2 separate regions of the Mus musculus genome follow, and region 2 is linked to region 1. Evidence: chromatin contacts called from public HiChIP or PLAC-seq data. All regions are on one chromosome and are shown on one strand. The core of a region is the stretch at or near the end of the contact, and the rest is flanking DNA. Distances in the headings are between cores, read along the strand shown.

The links. HiChIP or PLAC-seq counts read pairs in DNA pulled down with a chosen protein or histone mark.
Region 2: an H3K4me3 HiChIP or PLAC-seq map of the 230-238 cell line shows a contact between it and region 1, with 27 read pairs. The contact joins the promoter of Glg1 here to the enhancer-like site in region 1. A contact is called at or near these places in 3 of 15 datasets of contacts at CTCF or cohesin (embryonic stem cells, pro-B cells and stem cell-derived epiblast-like cells), 7 of 484 Hi-C or Micro-C datasets (the HPC-7 cell line, bone marrow-derived macrophages, embryonic stem cells and 1 more) and 8 of 115 datasets of contacts at active chromatin or transcription factors (the 230-238 cell line, the HL-1 cell line, the SCID.adh cell line and 2 more).

Annotation. Positions count from the first base shown.
Region 1 is chr8:111,121,507-111,126,672 of GRCm38.p6, reverse strand. Pdpr (pyruvate dehydrogenase phosphatase regulatory subunit) reads right to left here. Exons shown (of 18, transcript NM_198308.1): 11 at 2,773-2,928; 12 at 2,061-2,194; 13 at 920-1,068; 14 at 345-457. Among named protein-coding and RNA genes, the nearest start is that of 9430091E24Rik, 21 kb to the left of the region's middle. Within about 2 kb of position 1,887, at least 2 of the 459 cell types and tissues checked have an H3K27ac peak or open chromatin away from gene starts, as enhancers often do. A contact at or near this core is called in the 230-238 cell line and pro-B cells, where this site is marked.
Region 2 is chr8:111,256,379-111,261,888 of GRCm38.p6, reverse strand. It overlaps Glg1 (golgi apparatus protein 1), which reads left to right and starts at 2,679. Exons shown (of 26, transcript NM_009149.3): 1 at 2,679-3,118. The coding sequence starts at 2,693.

The DNA.
Region 1 (5,166 bases), core at 638-3,137:
CAACCACCACTCCAGCCCCAGCATGTCTTTACTTTTATTTTTTAATTTATTTATTTTATATGAGTACACTGTCACTCTCTTCAGACACACCAGGAGAGGGTGTCAGATCCCATTACAGATGGTTGTGAACCACCATGTAGTTGGTGGGAATAGAACTCAGGACCTCTGGAAGAGCAGTCAGTGCTCTTAATCACTGAGCCATCTCTCCAGCCCTGCCCCAGCATGTCTCTTTCACACTAATTCTGATGCTTACTTGTAAAGTCAAATATAAATAAGTACATAAAGTAGAAGATGATCTGCGTCTGCTTCTTTACTGGGCTGCCCTGTGAAGGTTGACTGATTACCTGTGTATTTCCAGGTGACGTCCTCCAGCAGCAAGTTGCTGTCTTTCGGCAAGTATTTGTTAAGCCAGGCCCAACAGTGGACCTGCTGATCGGTTGGAGAAATCATAAAGAAACTGAAAATGAAAACCCCAAAATAATCAAAACCAAAAGGCAGAAAATTTACACAGATTTAGTAACATTTCTAAAGAATCCTTTCCCATTAGGGTGACTACACCCAGTGTACAGTTATACATAGTACAACTTATTCTGTTCTTATCTTTTAAGCAGAGTGAGTCTCACTTCATAGGCCAAGCTGGCCTGGAACTTCTCATGTAGCCCAGATTGGCCCCAAACTTGTGTTAAACCTTCACATTCCTGACATTATAAGTATGAGCCACCAACCCACCCTGGGTTTCTTCTCTTTATTGGCCTTTGCTGATTTGTTTACAGGTGACTAGTGATTTAGACAGGAGTTTATGAAATCGTTTCTGGGCTCCTAGGACTGTGGCCTCCTAGAGAAGTACTAATTGTTCAACATCCAGAGCCCGTGAAGTATCAGTTTAGTGGAAGGAGAAGGGCATGGCAGCTCAGCTCACCTGCGTTTGGTCAGGCGTGCGATGCTGCAGTCGTTTTCGTATCCTCCATATTCATTGAGCATGCCAGTATGAACGATGTGGCCTACAGGTACATCAAGGTCATTGCAGAAAAGGTACTGCAGACTTTCTAACGCCTCGTCCCCAGTGGACTGCAAGGCAAGGTTGAGGTGGGGACAGTGAACACAGGAGCACCTGACCGCACTGCCCGACTGAGGGAACTCAAAGATACAACCTACATGGCACCATTTGCAGGCTTACTTTCCTGTAAGCCACAAGGAAATCTAACCATCAGTACTTATGATAAACATGTCTTACCAAGTTAATTAAAAACTGCTACAGGAGCTAAACTTCAGAAAAATGTGATTATACAGTTGAAACACTAAAATAGTGTAGAGTTCTTCCAGAATCAGTTTTGAGGTAATAAGTGAAAAATGGGCATTTGGGAGCTAGAGAGGTGTCTCCGTGGTCAAGAAAACTGGCTACACGTCCAGAAAGAAATCTTGAGTTCAATCTTAGCAACCACAGGGTGGCTCACAGCCACCTAAAACTAGAGTCTCATGAGATCCAGTGTCCTCTTCTGGTATGCAGATATATATGCAGACAAAACACTCATACACAAGCAAGTCTTTGCTGGGCTGGCGGTGCACGCCTTTAATGTCAGCACTTAGAAGGCAGAGGCAGGTGGATCTCTGAATTGGAGGCCAGCCTGGTCTACAAAGTGAGTTCCAGGACAGCCAGGGCTACACAGAGAAACCCTGTCTGAAAGAGAAGAGAAGAGAAGGGAGGGGAAGGGAAGGGAAGGGGAGGGGAGGGGAGGGAGGGGAGGGGAGGAGAGGGAAGGGGAGGGGAGGGGGAGATCAAAACAAACATTTTGGGGGCTGAAGAGGTGGCTCCTTGGTTAAGAGCACTGGCTGTTTGGTCAATTCCCAAGCACCCGCATGGCAGCCCACAGCCATTTATAACTCCAGTCCCAGGGGAAGCCAAGGCTGCCTTCTGGCTGGCTTCCTCAGGTACTGCATGCACACGGTCAACAGGCATACATTGAAGCAAAATAACTATATGTATATAATTAAAAACATGAAAATACATGAAAGAAAACACTCAATAAGTAGAAAATGTTTCCCCAAACTTTAATACTTACAGTTATTTCAAATTTTGTGAAAGAGGACATGTCAATGACACACACAGCTTCCTTGCAGCATTTGACTTCTGACTCCACAATATCAAACCAATCTGGCTTGTAGAAAGTCTTGCTCTGTTCTAATGCAAGAAGGTCTATGAAGCAGAAAAAACACGGTGGAAAGTAAAGAGTTTTGACACTGAGAAGTCTTCATATATTTTATTATGGCCTACAGACTCTTTTCCTTCCAGGAACCCATTCTAGCCAAAGGCACTCACTAAATACCAGTTTTAAGGCAGGGTAGAAGCAACTGTCTCAGTAGCTGAAGAGCTTGCTATGCAAGCATGAGGACTTGAGTTTGGATTCCCAGCACTGATATAAAGCTGGGATTAACAGTGAACCCTGGTTAATCCCAGAAGTGAGAGGATTCTGTGGCTTGTTGGCCAGCAGTTTAGCCAATCAGTCAACTCCAAATTCAGTGAAAAAATCTGTCTGAAAAAGTAAGGTGGAGTACAGAGAAAACATAAATCTCTGGCCTATACGAGGGTGCACATATACACATGCATACAACACACACACAGCCAAGGGTGGTTTCTGCCTATGATCCCAGCAATTGAGATGCCAAAATAAGAGGGCTGATCAGGATTCAAATCTGACCTAAAATATAAAGTAAGTTCTAGGCTAAAATGTGAGATTCTTAAAAAAGAAGACAGACAGACAGACACATTCCTACCCTTGTTGGGTGGAACAAAGTACTTTGGCCTCTCAAATCCATGTTTCTCCATCCATCTGGCTCCTTGAGCATCCAGCCGGTCATAAAGAGGAGATGTACGTAACTGCCTTCCAGTCTGGAAATCCCAACGGGGAACCTTCAGATCATATATCAGAGCTAGAACAGATAAACACTCTGTCAGCTGGACCTGGAAGCACAGGCTTACAATTCCAGAGACCTGGGTGGCTGAAGTAGAAGGACTTCAAGGTTCCAGCCAAGCCAAGCCTGGGCAGCTTGTGATGGTTTGAATTAGAATGGCCTCCATAGACTCATATATTTGAAAGTTAGGTTCCCAGCTGGTGGAACTCTGTGGAAAGGATTAGGAGGTGTGGCCTTGTTAGAGAAGGTATGTCACTGGGGGGACTTTGAAGTTTCAAAGCCCACACCAGGTCCAGTGCTATCTCTGCCTCCAACTTGCAGATAAAAATCAGCTACTGTGCTAGTACCAGTCTTGCCTGCCTGCTCCATGCTCCCCACCATAATGGTCAGACTCACTCTCTGAACTATGCACAAGCCCCCAGTTAAGCAATTCCTTTATAAGTTGCCTTGGTCATGGTGTCTCCTCATAGCAAGAGAAAAGTAACTAGGACTGCAACTTAACAAGTCCCCAACTCAGAGTAAAAATCAAAAACCAAGCAAGAGACTGAGGCAGATGGACTTGCTTAGCATGCATGAGGCTCTGGGGCTCAGTTCCCACGACCATAAAAAAAGGGGGTAGAGTCGGGGTAAGAACAACCTCTCTGCAGATACAAGCACTGGCTGTCCTTCCAAAGGATCTGGGTTTATTTTCCAGCACCCACATGGTGGCTCACAATTGTTCTCTAACTCCACTTCTAGGGGATCTGATGCCCTCTTCTGGCCTTCATAAGTATCAGGCATCAAAGTGGCACACAGGCATACACAAAAGCAAAATATTCATACACATCAAATTTTTAAATAAATTAAAAAAATTTAAAGCCAAGCAACAGTAATGCACAGGCCTTTAATTCCAGTAGGTGCAGTTGGATCTCTGCGTTCAAGGTCAGCTTGGTCTAAGGAACATGAACACGTTCCAGAACAGGGAGGACTACACAGAGAAACTGTCTGAGAATTACTAAGGTGGTGTTCATGATGGGCTATCAAAGTTCAGAGTCACAGACTGAACTGAGAAGAACTGAGTGACCAATAGCTATAAGAGCCTGGAATTATTCCAACTCAAAAGAGAGTAATTTACAGGGGAAAAGCTCAAGTATCAGATATCACCCAATGGAACATGTCTAGTTCAGAAGAGAGAAAAGTGTATAAATACTGGTGCTATCTTGCTAACAAACACTAGCAAGTAATTTACACCTGTTTGCATTTTTAGTTCCAAATTAGTCAGCAGAAACAATGAAAAAGTCATGAATCTAAATGTTGCAAAACTCCAAAGTATGTATGAAGGCCCTGGCTGTCCTTGAACTCACTCAGTAAACCAGGCTGACCTCAAACTCACAGAGATCTGCCTGCCTCTGCCTCCACTCCCCCAAGTAATGGGATTAAAGGTGTGCACCTAGATTGATGAAGGCTGTATCTAAAGGGGACGTGGGTAATTTTGTTTATGCTCAAAGACAGGCATATGTTGGCACACACACTTCGTCTTAGCACCCAAGAAGCAGAGGCAGGGAGATCTCTGTGATTTCCAGGTCAGCTAAGAATACAGTGAGAAACTACCTTGGGGAAAAAAGCATGTGAGAGGCCAGCTGCTTTTCATAACAAGTTCCAGGCTAGCTAAAGCTACAAAAAGTGTAAAAAAGGTACTTAATTCTTTGCTTGTGCTGCAGGGATCCTCTGGTTTACAGACTTCCCTTTAATGTGTAAGGGGTGTATGGTACACCTTCATGTGGTGGTTCTGAGATCTGAAAGGCTATGTTATTCACATAACAAAGCTAAAATCCAAATTCATCTCTTCTTTATTTTAAGATTTTTGGAGCTGGAGAGATGGCTTAGTATAACAGCACTAACCACTCTTCCAGAGGACCTGAGTTCAATTCCTAGAAACCTGTGTACAAGTAGGAGAGGCCAACTCTACAAAACTGTCCTCTGACCCTACATCTGCCCTGTTCTGCAATATGTGTACACACACCATTACACGGAACAGAGGGACAGACAGACAGACAAGGATTGGTGGCATACACCTGTAATCCTAGCATTTAGGAGATAGAGGCAGGAAGATCAGAAGTTTAAGGCAATATAGCAAGTTAAAGACAGCCTGGATTCTGAGACTCCATCTCAAAATAATGACAAAAACTACCCAATGACTTCAAAGCCTAGGAGGGAAGCTGAGGTAGCACCAAGGCCCACTGAAAAGGCTACACTGCTAGCAGCACACAGGAAACT
Region 2 (5,510 bases), core at 1,430-3,929, 130 kb before region 1:
TGGTGGCTAAGCCCCTATTCAACTCTCCCGGTTCCAGTCTAGTTAGTATGTATCTAGCCCTGTCAGGCTGGCATCAAATTCACAGAGACTCATCTGCCTAAGCTTCCGTCTTCAGGCACACCAGAAGAGGGAGTCAAATCTGGTTATGGATGATTGCGAGCCACCATATGGTTGCTGGGATTTGAACTCAGGACTTTCAAAAGAGCAGTCAGTGCTCTTACCCGCTGAGCCATCTCTCCAGCTCCCTGTCTCAGCTTCTTGAATGCTGGGATTAAAGTCATGCTCCATCACATCTCTTTTGTTTGTTTTGCTTTAAAAACATTTTATTGGCCGGACTGGACTGATGGTGGTGCATGTCTTTAATCCCAGCATGGAGGAGGCAGAGGCACGCTGTTCTTGGTAAGTTCTTCGAGGCCAGCCTGGTCTACAGAGTGAGTTCCAGGGAAGCCAGGGCTACACAGTGAGATGCTATTTTGAAAAATAAAACAAAGAGAGAGAGAGAGAGAGAGAGAGAGAGAGAGAGAAGAGAAGAGAAGAGAAAGGAGAAGGAGAAGAAGGAGGAGAGGAGAAGGAGAAGGAGAAGAAGAAGGAGGAGGAGGAGGAGGAGGAGGAGGAAGAAGAAGAAGAAGAAGAAGAAGAAGAAGAAGAAGAAGAAGAAGAAGAAGAAGAAGAAGAAGAAGAAGAAAGAAAATTATTTATTTTTGTGTATGGGTATTTTGCCTGCATAACTGTTTGTGTACCATGTACATGCAGTGTCCAGAGATACGAGAAGAGGGCAGTGGAGCCCTTGGGATTGCAGTCACTGATGGTTTTTTAGCTCCCACTGGGTGCTGGGGATCAAATTCAAGTCCTCTGGAAGAGCAATCTTCCCAGCTCTCCATCCTTTTGTTTCCCTGTGTGGTTTTGTTGTTGTTGTTGTTTTTTGTTTTTTTTTTTTTGTTTTTGGTTTTTTAAGACAGGGTTTCTCTGTGTAGCCCTGGCTGTCCTGGAACTCACTCTGTAGACCAGGCTGGCCTCGAACTCAGAAATTCACCTGCCTCTGCCTCCCAAGTGCTGGGATTAAAGGCGTGCGCCACCACGCCCGGCTCCCTGTGTTTTTAAATGGTCAGAAAATACTGACCAGTAGAGATTTTTGTCTCAAGTTGTCTTCATTTACCACCAACATGCTGAATGGTCAGAGTGGGATAGAAGTGTCCCAGAGTGGTGGGAAGATTCAAGGATTCTAGTTGGAAACTGACTGCAGACTGGCAGAGTTCATCCTGGGAGGTTCATTTAATCTCTTGGTACGGAACCATTAATATATCCCCTCTGTACAAAGTTTTTCTCAATTGAATTAGAACCTAACCTTTGTCATGCTGGCTTAGTTGACACCTTGTGTGAAGCCAAGTGTGACGCTCTCAACCCAAGGAGGGGTCACTAGTGTGTAGTAAAGCAATGTTGAAGATGTTGCGTACAGGTCAGCAATACAATTTGCTGACACAGGCTGGACCTGTGGTTCACAGGGGGCCGGGGCGGGGGAAGGGAGGTCTCTGTGAGTTGGAGAGCAGCCTGGTCTATCTACATAGTGAGTTTTGGGTCAGCCAGGGGCCAACAGTGAGACTTTGTTTCAAAAATGGAAGTAGGGGGAGTCTAAGTCCTGTTTTTTGTTTGTTTGTTTTGATTTATTTATTGTTATATGTAAGTGCACTGTAGTTGTCTTTAGACACACCAGAAGAGGGCATCAGATCTCATTGCATATAGTTGTGAGCCACCATGTGGTTGATGGGATTTGAACTCAGGACTGTCAGTCAGTGCTCTTACCAGAGCCATCTTGCCAGTCCCTAAGTCCTGGTTCTTAAAGAAGATGTCCAAGCAAAGGCCCTCGTGTTGTGTTTAATATTGACTATAACTTTTGGGACTTCAAGTTACAGGCCAGGTAGTTTCCTTGATTTTGTTACTTTTTTCTTCTTCTTCTCGAAACAGTCTTAGGTTGGCTTCAACCTTCCTGCTTTCACCTCCTGAAAGCTAGGATCACAGGCATATGCCGGGTTATGAGATGAAGGGTATCAAATCCATGTCTTTGTACACTCTACCAACTGACCCCTACACCCCCAGCCTCTCCCTGTTTTTATTCTAAAAGTTCACAGTTTTACTTTACATTTGAGCGATCATCTTGAAGGCCCATGAGCAAGGATTATAACCTATGTACGCTTAACATTCATCGAATTGTCGCCTGCTTCTCTAGGTAAGAAATACAGGTCAGACACAAAATGAGGCTCTCAGATACCGGAATACATTCGGTTTTGAAGTTCATCTACACACAACAAAGTTTTTAACCCTTCCTCCTCCACCCACCGTGAGTCACCGAACTGGCGAAATATTCCACCGGCCATCTTAGTTGTGTCAGTCCAAATTCACTTCTCTTTTTTCTCTTCCGTGTCAACAATCGAGAGATTTATACCACGGTGCCCCTACGCAGGTTTTCTCAGCAGCTCCAACAGTTCCTCCGGGAAGGCTATCCACTTTCCCGCCAGCCGGGTCCAGGGCGTGGGCCCTTCCTTCGCAGCGCAACCTCCGCTGCTTTTCACTCCGCCGCGGACTCCCGAGTCTACCGCCCGCTGGGGAGGAGCCACGCCAGCCCACGCCCGCGGCTCCGCCCCCTCATTTAAATACACGTCGCCGGCGGGTGCGTCGAGCTCGCCGCGAACCCAAGATGGCGGTGTGTGGACGTGTACGGGGGATGTTCCGCTTGTCGGCGGCGTTGCCGCTGCTGCTGCTCGCGGCAGCAGGGGCCCAGAATGGTCACGGTCAGGGCCAGGGTCCGGGGACCAACTTTGGGCCCTTCCCAGGGCAAGGTGGAGGCGGCAGCCCGGCCGGCCAACAGCCGCCTCAGCAGCCTCAGTTATCGCAGCAGCAGCAGCAGCCGCCGCCTCAGCAGCAGCAGCAGCAACAGCAGCAGTCGCTTTTCGCGGCGGGCGGGCTCCCGGCCCGGCGGGGCGGAGCGGGGCCCGGTGGGACTGGCGGAGGCTGGAAGCTGGCGGAGGAAGAGTCCTGCCGGGAGGACGTGACCCGTGTGTGCCCCAAACACACCTGGAGCAACAACCTGGCGGTGCTCGAGTGCCTGCAGGACGTGAGGGAGGTGAGGAGGTGGGACGAGCCTGGGGAGGAGGGCCGAGCCTGGTGCGGGCCGGAGGGTGTCGCCGGCCTGGAAGCCGCGGATGCCGGGCTGCAGCAGCAGCTTCCCTCTGCTCTTTTCCTTCAGGGCTGTGCTCGCGCCTCTCTCTTTCCTGCCCCTCACTCCCGGGTGCGTTCGGGCAAGCGGATCCCACCCCGATCCTTCCTCCTCCGGTCCCCTAGTTCGCTCCCTGTCGTCGCGGTGTTCTGGGATCAGGACCTCGGCTCACGGCCTCAGTAGGCGCAGGCCTAAGGAGCGTGTTTTCTGTTTGCGCTCCTGTCTTTTGTGTGATGCTCTATGCAGAGCGGTTCCTCGCCGGAAAACCAGTTTAGGATTTGTTTGCTATCCGTTTCGACCTCGCCAGTTTGTAGCAATGGATTTCAACGTGGAAAAAAAAATCGGTACATTTAAACTGCTAAAGATCGATCTGCTGTTTATTTAGCAGTAGGCGCTTGGTGAGCTAACCTGGGTTCTCTTCTGGTGTGAATGTAGTCAAAAGCCGAATTTACTGTTTCTACCACATTCTTTTTTAATTGGTAAATCTTTACTATTTACCTGGTGCTGAAACTATGCTTTTTTTTTTTTTTTTTTTTTTGTCTTCACTTCCTGTGGTCAGTTTGTAAAGGACCTCATTTTTTAGGCTGTTCCTTCATGTCCCTTGGAACCCTATAAAGTCTGAGAAAGTTGCAGGCAGCATTTGATGCTATATAATAAATATAAGGTGTTTGTGGTCTGTAGTGGGGTCTTTCTGAAGTCTTAAGATAGTTGTTTTTGAGACCGGATCTGCTTGTAGCCCAGGTTGGCCGCCTATGAGAGGCATCCTTCCGCATCTGGCTGAACCACTTCATCTAGTTTGAAATAATTTTAACAGTACCTTAGTGAGTTCTTCTAGAGCTTATATTACTTGGTGTGCTCCAGTTAAAAAACATTGACAACTTCTTTTCTATATTTGATGCTGCAGACGTGAGCATATTGGTAGAAATATTTGTTTTCAAAGGTTTAGATAAACAAGATTACTCCCAAAATCTGGCAAGTAGAAAATTGCTATTTGGCCATCTCATTTGGAATACTGTATCTTCAGGATTGTTCAAGGCCATGATGTGACCACTGGTTTATAGACATTTGCTAGTCTTGCTTTAGTGTTATGCAAAGGTAAGGCCCTTTTTTTTTATGGCACATCCTGTTAATTCTGGAACTTGAGAGGAAGAGGCTGGCAGATCTCTCTCTGAATTTGAGACTATAGCCTAGTCAAAGTAGAGAGTTCCAGACCAGCCAGGGTAACAATAGGACTTAAAAAAACCAAAGTCATAAGAGGAAAAGACATACAAAATCAAGAGCCAGAAAGTTTCCAGAGCTACCAGAAATGTGGAACCTTACGTGGGTCACATGTATAGCTTGAAGATTGGAAAGTAGATATAGCCAATAGTCTTTTTTCTTTTCTTTTCTTTTCTTTTTTCTTTCTTTTTTTTTTTTTTTTTTTTGGTTTTTCCAGACAGGGTTTCTCTGTGTAGCCCTGGCTGCTGTCCTGGAACTCACTCAGTATAGACCAGGCTGGCCTCGAACTCAGAAATCGGCCTGCCTCTGCCTCCCAAGTGCTGGGAGTGTGCCACCGCTGCCCGGCATAGCCAATAGTCATAACTGTTAAACTTTTTTGGAATTTTCTATTTGATTTTTGAGGATACTTACTAGATGTTGTTTCCTTAAGGTGAGATTGTCCCATCTGTTAGTAGATACATTGTTACTGTATTGATGTAGAAATAGGATATTATTAAGGGAAAGTGGCAAAAAAAGTCCAGTTGAAGGAGTGCCTAAAGCTATGTACATTATGAACACCTATATACCTTTCCTTAGAGGAGCACTGAATGGTCTTCTGTCATGCATGTAGTGGCCCTCTCCGTCCATAAAGAACAGACTTGTCTAATTTTGGAGTCTTAACTTAGTGGTACCATTTTTCCCCCTTAGATTAGTTTGCATAAAGAAAAGTACACGCAGCTGAAAATGTAGTCACTGGTCTACCATCGGTCTCAAAATTCCCAATTCCCAGCAAGGATATTTCAGTAAATTCATTCATTCATTCTCTCTCTTTCTCTCTTTCTTTCTTTCTTTCTTTCTTTCTTTCTTTCTTTCTTTCTTTCTTTCTTTCATGTATGTGAGTACACGGTTGTTGTCTTCAGACACACCAGAAGAGGGCATTGGATCCCCATTACAGATGGTTGTGAGCCACCATGTGGTTGCTGGGAATTGAACTAAGGACTTCCGGAAGAGCAGTCAGTGCTCTTAACCACTGAGACATCTCTCCAACCCCGTAAACTCACTTTCTTTTGTCAGGGTCATATATAAACTGATGGTTGGTAGC